2 separate regions of the Podarcis muralis genome follow, and region 1 is linked to region 2. The links are chromatin contacts, called in public Hi-C maps. All regions are on one chromosome and are shown on one strand. Each heading gives the region's core, a stretch centred on a gene start, on an enhancer-like site or on the middle of the called end of the contact. The rest is flanking DNA. Distances are from core to core; before and after follow the strand shown.

What was found. Hi-C and Micro-C count contacts between places; a contact is called where the count stands out from the background.
Region 1: a contact with region 2 is called in a Hi-C map of tail, with 2.2 times the contacts expected there. The contact joins the promoter of NF1 here to the promoter of LYRM9 in region 2. A contact is called at or near these places in 2 of 3 Hi-C or Micro-C datasets (blood and tail).

What each region holds. Positions count from the first base shown.
Region 1 is chr15:37,250,512-37,255,125 of rPodMur119.hap1.1, forward strand. It overlaps NF1 (neurofibromin 1), which reads left to right and starts at 2,897. Exons shown (of 57, transcript XM_077919455.1): 1 at 2,897-3,221. The coding sequence starts at 3,162. It overlaps LOC144325652 (a long non-coding RNA gene), which reads right to left and starts at 2,667. Exons shown (of 2, transcript XR_013390851.1): 1 at 2,515-2,667; 2 at 902-2,208.
Region 2 is chr15:36,999,188-37,003,708 of rPodMur119.hap1.1, forward strand. LYRM9 (LYR motif containing 9) reads left to right here and starts at 1,809. Exons shown (of 4, transcript XM_028708635.2): 1 at 1,809-1,908.

The DNA of each region.
Region 1 (4,614 bases), core at 1,647-4,146, 250 kb after region 2:
ACCACTGTAGTGTATTTAGCGTTAACTCTGCAAATGTATACTCAATTCTGACCAAACTAAGCCTTCTAGAGCAAAATATACATCAGGATTCCACCATAGAGGTGCATGCATGTGCAGCAATTATTGTTATTTTTAAAGCAGTGGAATATGTGAGATTTATATGTTGGCAGGCCTGGATATTCTGCTAGTCTCGCAGGCTTTGACTCACGCTTTACAAACAGGTCTTTTGGCCTGATGCCCTGCAGCTTGACATAGTTTTCGCCTGTTTCATTTCCTTCCTGTAGCGTAAAAACAGAAAGTTCACCCAGTGGTTTGGTCTCTGCTATCTTCAGGTTACAGATCAGAATAATGGAGTTCCCTCATTACCCTGATGCCATGACATCATATAAGGAGGTGGCTATATCCCGAGTTCATGATACAATGGCAAGGTCACAAGACTCACCGAGCATCAGACCTGGTTGTTTTTTCAGTGAAAAGGGCCTGAGGCAACAAGCGTTCATCTCTCTGTGTCATTAGTTTTAGCTAGGCCCATGTGACTACTTCTGATCTGCAGGGTTTTACACAACAGACACACAACAGTCGCCTCTCTCTAATCCTGGTATTTCTCCTCTTTATTGGGGTGTGTGGGATAACTGAGATTGTGCAGTGAGTCTTTGTTAACACCAGTGCTGGAATAAGCAGTAAAAACACCTGCATTAGGGTCAGCCAAGATAAGTTGTGAGCTAGAACTCCTCATCAGGCTCAACGCTGAACAAAAAATGTGGTCAGACAGCAGTGTCTTCAGCAATGTGAACCTGCAAATGGAACTGGATCTAGAGTTGGGAGACACCTTAATGATGTGCAATGGTATCGCAGAGCATCCTAGTACTATTGTCATGATGAAGACAGAAGGAGCAAAGGCTAGGCCTGCAACGAAAGCTTTATTGAACAGAGAGCTGTGTCCAGAAAGGCAAGGAGTTGCATGCGAAGAACAGCTTCTGTGCCATGAACCTGCTCTTCTCAACATCTATTCCATTCAACCTCTTTTTTTTTTTTAAAAAAAAGCTATATTTATTAATGTTCACAAAACAGGAAAAAGGACAAACAAGAAGGAAAGGCATATGGAAAGGGGAGAGTTGCTGCTGTTGGTTTTTTGTCTCTTTTATTTTGTTGCAATTTATGTGGAAATTGTTCTGTTTGGTTTTGCATTTTTTAATGGTTAATTTACTGTTTCGGTCTTCTTTTGTTGTGTTGCAGTTATGTGTTTTTGCATGTTGTAAGCCGCTCTGCAAATTGTAGCTCAGTGGGGGGAACTTTCCAGCTTAAAGTCTCAATGACAGTGAAGAAATATGGGAACAGAGAATTGTTGAGTAAATGAAAGCAAAGTACACTCTGGTTTTCTCCTCTCTGCTCCACCCCTTAACGCACCAAATGTTTTCGCGTCAAGCGAGTGACCTCTAGTGGACAAGCTGGCAAAAAATAAAATTTGCAAAACTGGTAGCACGAAGTATCAGGGTCACGAAGGAATATAAGAACCGTAAACAGACTCAACATTGGTGGGAAGAGCCCCATTTGTCCTAATAAACTAGCTCAGGAAACCAGGAAGTTTATCATCATCATCATCATCATTATTATTGTATGACGTCCATCTAACTCGTCAAGAGTAATAGCTAGAGAGCTAAAATGGCATATTGAGACTCCTGCATTGCAGGGGGTTGGACTAGATGACCCTTGGAGTCCCTTCCAACTCTACAATTCTTTGTTGTTAGAGGAATCAAGAGTTGTAGAATGCAGTATCTAATTTTATCGGGAGAAGTTGTTTGTTGTTTTAACAGTTGTTTACCCAAAATGTATGGGACGTGGGTGGCGCTGTGGGTAAAACCTCAGCGCCTAGGACTTGCCGATCGCATGGTCGGCGGTTCGAATCCCCGCGGCGGGGTGCGCTCCCGCTGCTCGGTCCCAGCGCCTGCCAACCTAGCAGTTCGAAAGCACTCCCGGGTGCAAGTAGATAAATAGGGACCGCTTACTAGCGGGAAGGTAAACGGCGTTTCTGTGTGCGGCTCTGGCTCACCAGAGTAGCTTCGTCTCGCTGGCCACGTGACCCGGAAGTGTCTGCGGACAGCGCTGGCCCCCGGCCTATAGAGTGAGATGAGCGCACAACCCTACAGTCTGGCAAGACTGGCCCGTACGGGCAGGGGTACCTTTACCTTTACACCCTAAATGTATCCTCTGTACCATGGAAAACAAAACATAAATTTTAGAAAGGAGTTATAGGAATGCTGCATTTAATGCCTTCCTGTTCGGACTGTTTTGTCCATCAATTAAACAAACATTTAAATTCGACATCTGGTTTCGGTTTATTCCAATGTTTTTTGTTTTTTTTAAAAAAAATCTCATCCTATATCTTCATCATTTACGTACACACAAAAAATACCGAGCAGTTAAGCTAAAATCATTAAGGATTACATAATAAAAACAGCCCCACTGAAGTCAGCGTTGATTTTTTTAAAACCGGCAGTATATAAACCCAGCTACCTTCTTCCAATCCATCCTGTCCTCTTCACCGCGCCTGCGCAGTAGTGCTTCCCTTCGCTCGCTGGTCGGCTTTCCCACTCAGTTTTCTCCTCAACCCCTGCCGCACATTTCCGCGCCGCGCCTGCGCCCTACCCCCTTCGGCTTTCCCGCGCCCCTCCCCGCCTCCCGTGCGCATGCGCCCTTATTCCCACCCGCGGCGCCTGCGCCGCGCTGCCTCGGCTTTCTCCCACCCTCTCCCCATGCGTGCGCCGCTGCCCTTTGGCTTCCGAGCTCTTTCCCCCCTCAAGCCACCCACCGCGTGCGCGCATGCGTCGCGGCCCGAGCTCCCTCCGCCCGTCGCGCATGCGCCTTGCCTTGGTTCCCTCCTCTCTCGCTCGCTCTCCCCCCCCCCCACCCCCGCCCCACTTGTCGCTCCCCCCGCTTCCCTCTCTCTCTCCCGGCGTCCGGGGCTGGCGTTGGGGGCGGACTCTGGTCCCCGCTTCCGGTGTGGTGTCATGGTGGCTCGTAGGCTGTGATGGCTGAGGAGGAGGAGGGGAGCTGAGAGCGCGGCGGCGGCGGCGGCGGCCGGATCGAGCCGAGGGGGAAGAAGGGGCGGGGGCGTCGAGACCCTCCTCCTCCTCCTCCCCCGCCTGGCTGGGCGGCGGGACATGGCGGCCCACAAGCCGGTGGAGTGGGTGCAGGCCGTGGTCAGCCGCTTCGACGAGCAGGTAACGGCCCTGTGGGCTGCAGGATATGTGGGGGGGGGAGGCGGCATAGGGTGGGGGGGCCCTTTGGGGGAAGGGCTGGAAGGCCCTTGGGGGGGGTTCCAAGCAGGGACGAATGCATATATATTTATATATGTGTGTGTCTTTTCTGAGGGGGCCCGTTTCCCCCTCAGAAAGTGTCGTCGTCGGATCCTAGAATTGTACAGTTGGAAGGGGGCCCCCCAGGGTCCTCTAGTCCAACCCCCTGCTATGCAGGAATCTCGACTAAAGCATCCTTTGACAAATGCTTAGAAACCACTGAGGAAGGAGAACCCACAACCTCTTAAGGGAGGATGCCTTTGCGAGGTAACTCCCTCTGCTCCTTTCAAAGGATGCCGTGATTTTTTTTTTTTTTGGGGGGGGGGTGGCTGGGTGGGAAGGCAAAGCTTCCTGGGGAAAAGATTGAGGAATTGGGGTGCCATGCAAGGGAAAAGTGTGCGTACGTTTTCCTCACTCTCTCTGGTCTTCTTCAGGGAGAGGAGATGGGGACCCTTTAGGGATGTGCTAGTGCCTTTTAGTCAGTGTGTGTGTGTTTATGGATGCAAAGCATCCTTGCAGATCTCCCAGGCGATACACACCCAAACTGATTAAAGGGGGGGGGAAGAGTCCCATCTCTTGCTATACATGAACATAAAGAGTGTGGAACATGCACATTTGTGGTGGGCATGAATCCCATCTTTCCCCTCCCCCCCCCCATCAAGTTTGCTCTGGAATTGTATATATGGTTGTTGCTTACTGTGATCTTGGGGTCTTTGAGGGATGAGAGTTGGTGTTGGCCATTTAGGAACCCTACCCACACCCTGCTTTGAGTTGTGCGGATGATGTGCTAAAGCTCATTTCAAGTGGGGTGAGCCCATTTTTCCCTCTGCCCCGCCAGAGATGAACTGGAGTTGTGTGTTGTTGTTCTTTTGAGTAACAGCTGTAGTAGGGCATCCTGGAGGTGAGTTGAAGAGCAGTAGCTGATCTAGTTGGGTGTCACTTTATCAGTGGTACCAACGGGCTGTGTGACTTTTGAGGGGAGATGAGAAACAGCTGTTGTTATGCCTTTGCATTTTATCTCTAGGTTTGCAATAAAATAAACTTATGACACCTCAAATACTTAAAACGTTTGTTGTGGCAGGAGCTTTCGTGGTCTAGAGGTGGCTGTGCATATGACAAAAGTGGGCTGTGGTCCTTGAAAGCTTCTGTCACAATAAACCTGCCAGTTTGCAAGGTACCAGAGTACTTTTCGTCAGTCTTGTGGGATGGAGTTTACTGGCCCTTTCTAAGGATGTGCTGGATTCATTTTCTTTGGAAATGGCACGGGAGTTGGAAGGGACGCTGAGGATCATCTAGTCCTTCCCCCTGCCATGCAGGA
Region 2 (4,521 bases), core at 559-3,058:
ATGAAACTGAAATTCATGAAACAGGACCCAGTCTTATGGCTTAGGGAAAGCCTGGGCATAAAAAATGTAAGCTTTTACTAAATGTCAGAAGCAATTTAAGGTTGTTGCTTCACGTATCACAGAGGGGAAGGCACTCCCTTAGTACAGGAGCAACAGCAGAAAATGCCTGTTTTGGGGCCACCAGTCTAAGGAAAAAGGGCTCTCCTCCAGTGCACTGCGAGATTTTGTTCCTGGTCCCCAAATTTAAGTGTTGCCAAACACTTAACTTGTAGAGCAGAACTTTCCAAACTGTGCCCACGACACATTAGCATGTCTGTGTCCCACAAACGCTCCCCACATTCCTCCCATGGCTGGAAAGGGGCATTGCAGGCAGATATCCAACAGACAAGGCTTTACTGGAAAAACTGCACCTGTTGGATTACCGTTTATCACACAGCCTTGGTATGGCAGCAAGAGAGCGCGGGATTTTCCTGCAGAAACTGCTGTCAAGAGAAGACCCGCGTCTTGCTCGCCAGAGGGCGCCCTTTCACTGCCTGAAGCGCGCCTGCGTCAACCCCCCCCCCCCCGTCGCTGATTATGTACCACAGAGATACAAAAAGGTTAGAGCCACGCGCGGACTGAAATTCGTGTTGCAGTGAGTTTTTTTCCATCCAAGATTTAGGTGTGATTGTGGTGAAGCTTTTCGTTGCATGGAGTAAGCGTGATCATTCGCTGATGCGAACTCACTGAGCTACTGTTAGAATCACAGATAATAGAATCTAAGAATTGTAGTTACTTCTTTTGCAACCAACAACAAAAAACATAGCAAGAAGCAGACGATTTTGTTTTGCTTAACCCCTTCTATGTGTACTTATTTCTCTTTTGTTTCTTTCTTAAATGAATGCTCAATAAATAACCAATACAAAAAGCAAGGTTTTATTTTGCAGAATGATATTCATAGCAATATTTTTTCCATACAAAACAAGGCCCGTTGGAAAGAATATTGTTGTTTTTGCTGTTAATAATAATAATAATAATAATATAATTAATAATAATACTATATTAAATATTATTAATACTGATGGTGATTATGACTCCATACAAAATAAAACCTGAGTTAGAAAGAATTAATTCTGGATAATAATAATAATAATAATAATAATAATAATTTATCCACAACCAGGCTCGACTTTAGCTGAGATGCTTTAGCTGAGATACCTGCATGGCAGAGGGTTGGACTAGATGACCCTCGTGGTCTCTTTCCAACTCTACAACTCTATAATTCTGTAATGGCTGAACAATGCCCTGGGACCTAAACCCAAGCAGCTACTGTGAAATTCTGAATATCTTTAGTGATCTCTCCATACGAAGCTTTCCTGCATACATTTAGAGCTCACGATTTCCCTCCAATAATCCCTTCCCTCCCGCTTCCATATAGAGCCACAATCCTTAGCACCTTGGCAAACCTTAGTTCCCGGATTCTTTGCGGGTTTTGTGCTTGGAATGTGTGTTGAATGAGATTTACATATCTGCTGCGGATCTGCTAGGAGAAGACAGTCTAATCCCACTTCCCTAGAACAGGCATCCCCAAACTCAGCCCTCCAGATGTTTTGGGACTACAATTCCCATTATCCCTGACCACTGGTCCTGTTAGCTAGTGGTGATGGGAGTTGTAGTCCCAAAACATCTGGAGGGCCGAGTTTGGGGGTGCCTGCCCTAGAATTAATCCACACTGAACTCCCTGAGATTTACTCCTGAGTAAACGTGTGCTGAGTAGGGCGGCTTCTAAAGAGAACCCGGAAGCTTCGTATCCAGCAAATAGGATTTGTCCCTTCACTACTTTTTATCTCTATGTTGCTCGGAGAACCGACGGCAGAGGTGTCCTGGAAAAAGGGACCGCGCATGCGCCAGGAGGAGGTCAGCTTCTTGGTAAGGGAGCTTTTGCAACAGGGAATGTGCATATATGCGTGTGGCGTGAGCTGGGGTGCTTCGTGCACAGGGGGCCGTTGGAGACTGTATACTGGGGAAGGCCTGTAAAACTGATCGGGAGGTGAAGGGGAGGGTGGAATGCAGTGCAAAGGTTGCAAACCCCAGAATGCAAGAGGGGCGTCCCAGGATGATACCCAGCTCTACCTCTCTTTTAAATCAGAACCAGTGAAGGCGGTGAAGGTCCTGTGTGAGTGTCTGGAGGAGGTTGGAGGATGGATGGCGGCTAACAGATTGAGGTTGAATCCTGACAAGACAGAAGTACTGTTTTTGGGGGACAGGAGACGGGCAGGTGTGGAGGATTCCCTGGTCCTGAATGGGGTAACTGTGCCCCTGAAGGACCAGGTGCGCAGCCTGGGAGTCATTTTGGACTCACAGCTGTCCATGGAGGCACAGGTCAAATCTGTGTCCAGGGCAGCTGTTTACCAGCTCCATCTGGTACTCAGGCTGAGACCCTATCTGCCTGTGGACTGCCTCGCCAGAGTGGTGCATGCTCTGGTTATCTCCCGCTTGGATTACTGCAATGCACTCTACGTGGGGCTACCTTTGAAGGTGACCCGGAAACTGCAACTAATCCAGAACGCGGCAGCTAGACTGGTGGCTGGGAGTGGCCGCCGAGACCATATAACACCGGTCTTAAAAGACCTACACTGGCTCCCAGTACATTTCCAAGCACAATTCAAAGTGTTGGTGCTGACCTTTAAAGCCCTAAACGGCCTTGGTCCAGTGTATCTGAAGGAGCGTCTCCACCCCCAATGGAGGTCCAGTTCTGAGGGCCTTCTGGCAGTTCCCTCACTGACACCAGATGTCAAAGAGAACAAGAACTACCAGACTTTTAGAAGACATCTGAAGGCAGCCCTGTTTAGGGAAGCTTTTAATGTTTGATGTATTACAGTATTTTAATATTTTTTGGGAAGCCGCCCACAGTGGCTGGGGAAGCCCAGCCAGATGGGCAGGGTATAAATAATAAATTATTATTATTAACATGGTGCAAAGCGGCTGAGGCAGCCCCCAAGTTAAGGCAATGCGGGCTGAGCGCATTTCTACCCCTCTTTTACTCCAAAGAGCTCAAGGCTGCGTAAAGAGTGCTCCCTGCTTACTTGCAGGCGCACAACAACCCTGTGAGGTAGGCGAGTCTGAGACGGTGGGAGCAATAGGTCGGCCCTATTGGCTTCATGTCCTGCCAAGCAGTTCGAAAGCACGTCATAGTGCAAGTAGATAAATAGGTACTGCTCCAGCGGGAAGGTAAACGGCGTTTCCGTGTGCTGCTCTGGTTCACCAGAAGTGGCTTAGTCATGCTGGCCACATGACCTGGAAGCTGTACGCCGGCTCCCTCGGCCAATAAAGCGAGATGAGCGCCGCAACCCCAGAGTCGTCCGCGACTGGACCTAATGGTCAGGGGTCCCTTTACCTTTTTATTAGCTTCATGGCCTTGCAGGGATCTGAACGGGTCTCCCCGGCTGATGCTCTTGAACCACTGATCAATGCTGGAGGCAGCAAATCCGACATGTGCGGGTGTCTCTGGTGGGTGGGTGCAACGCAGCTGCCTCGGTGGGGTGGGGGGAGGCTATGGGTATGGGTGGGAACACACCTTTGGACTTCAAGGTGTGAAAATAGCAAATTTAACCTCAGGCAGCACGGACCACAGGAGGCAGATTGCGCATGGAAGCGCATGGAATTGCACCAAGGTGCAGTAAACAGGCATTGTGGAATGTGAGCATGTGCAAGCCTGTGGCACAGTGCGCTCATGGCGTCCAACATTCCTCCCCCATGCTTTCCTGATTTATTGGCAGAGCGACTCGTAAACAAAACTGCTTTCACTAATGTATTAATTTTTAGGTGGCAATCGGAGCGGTAAATTTAAAGCTTTGATCGGTGCTTTTTAGGTGACAGTAAGCCCTTCCAAGTCCTGGCACATATGTGCGTTTGATTTCTGCAGGTGGGAGAGAGAGTGAGAGAGAGCAGAAGCTGATATGTCTCAGGACTTCAGCTATTTTTTTTGCTGGATATTCTTGCATTTCAGAATTATTGTTTTCCAGGATTCAAATGCATTTTAGAGTTGGAAGGTGTTTTGCAGGCTGTCTCGCCCAACAGGCATCTTCCTCCTCCATATCATCAGTGTTGTCCTGGTAGAACTCAGCAAGGGACAGGGTAGGGACTAAAGGAATTGGCTTTGCCTGTCATTTAGTTTGCTCCGCTTGTCATTGACTCTGGCGCCACCTACTGTTTGGCTCCTTCCCTTCCATCCTACCAGTCTCAATGGGCACCAGCCGCCAGGCAGCTGCAGTTATTTAAACTGTTCTTGTGTAGCCAGACATTTCAATGATCATTTTATACAGCTTTTAATAATTTTATAAGCATGCTTTTACAGTATATTGTTGTACTCTGCCCTGATAATTTATGGGAAGGCAGTACAGTGGTACCTCAGGTTACATACGCTTCAGGTTACAGACCCCGCTAACCCAGAAATAGTGCTTCAGGTTAAGAATTTTGCTTCAGGATGAGAACAGAAATCGGGCTCTGGCGGCATGGCAGCAGCAGGAGGCCCCATTAGCT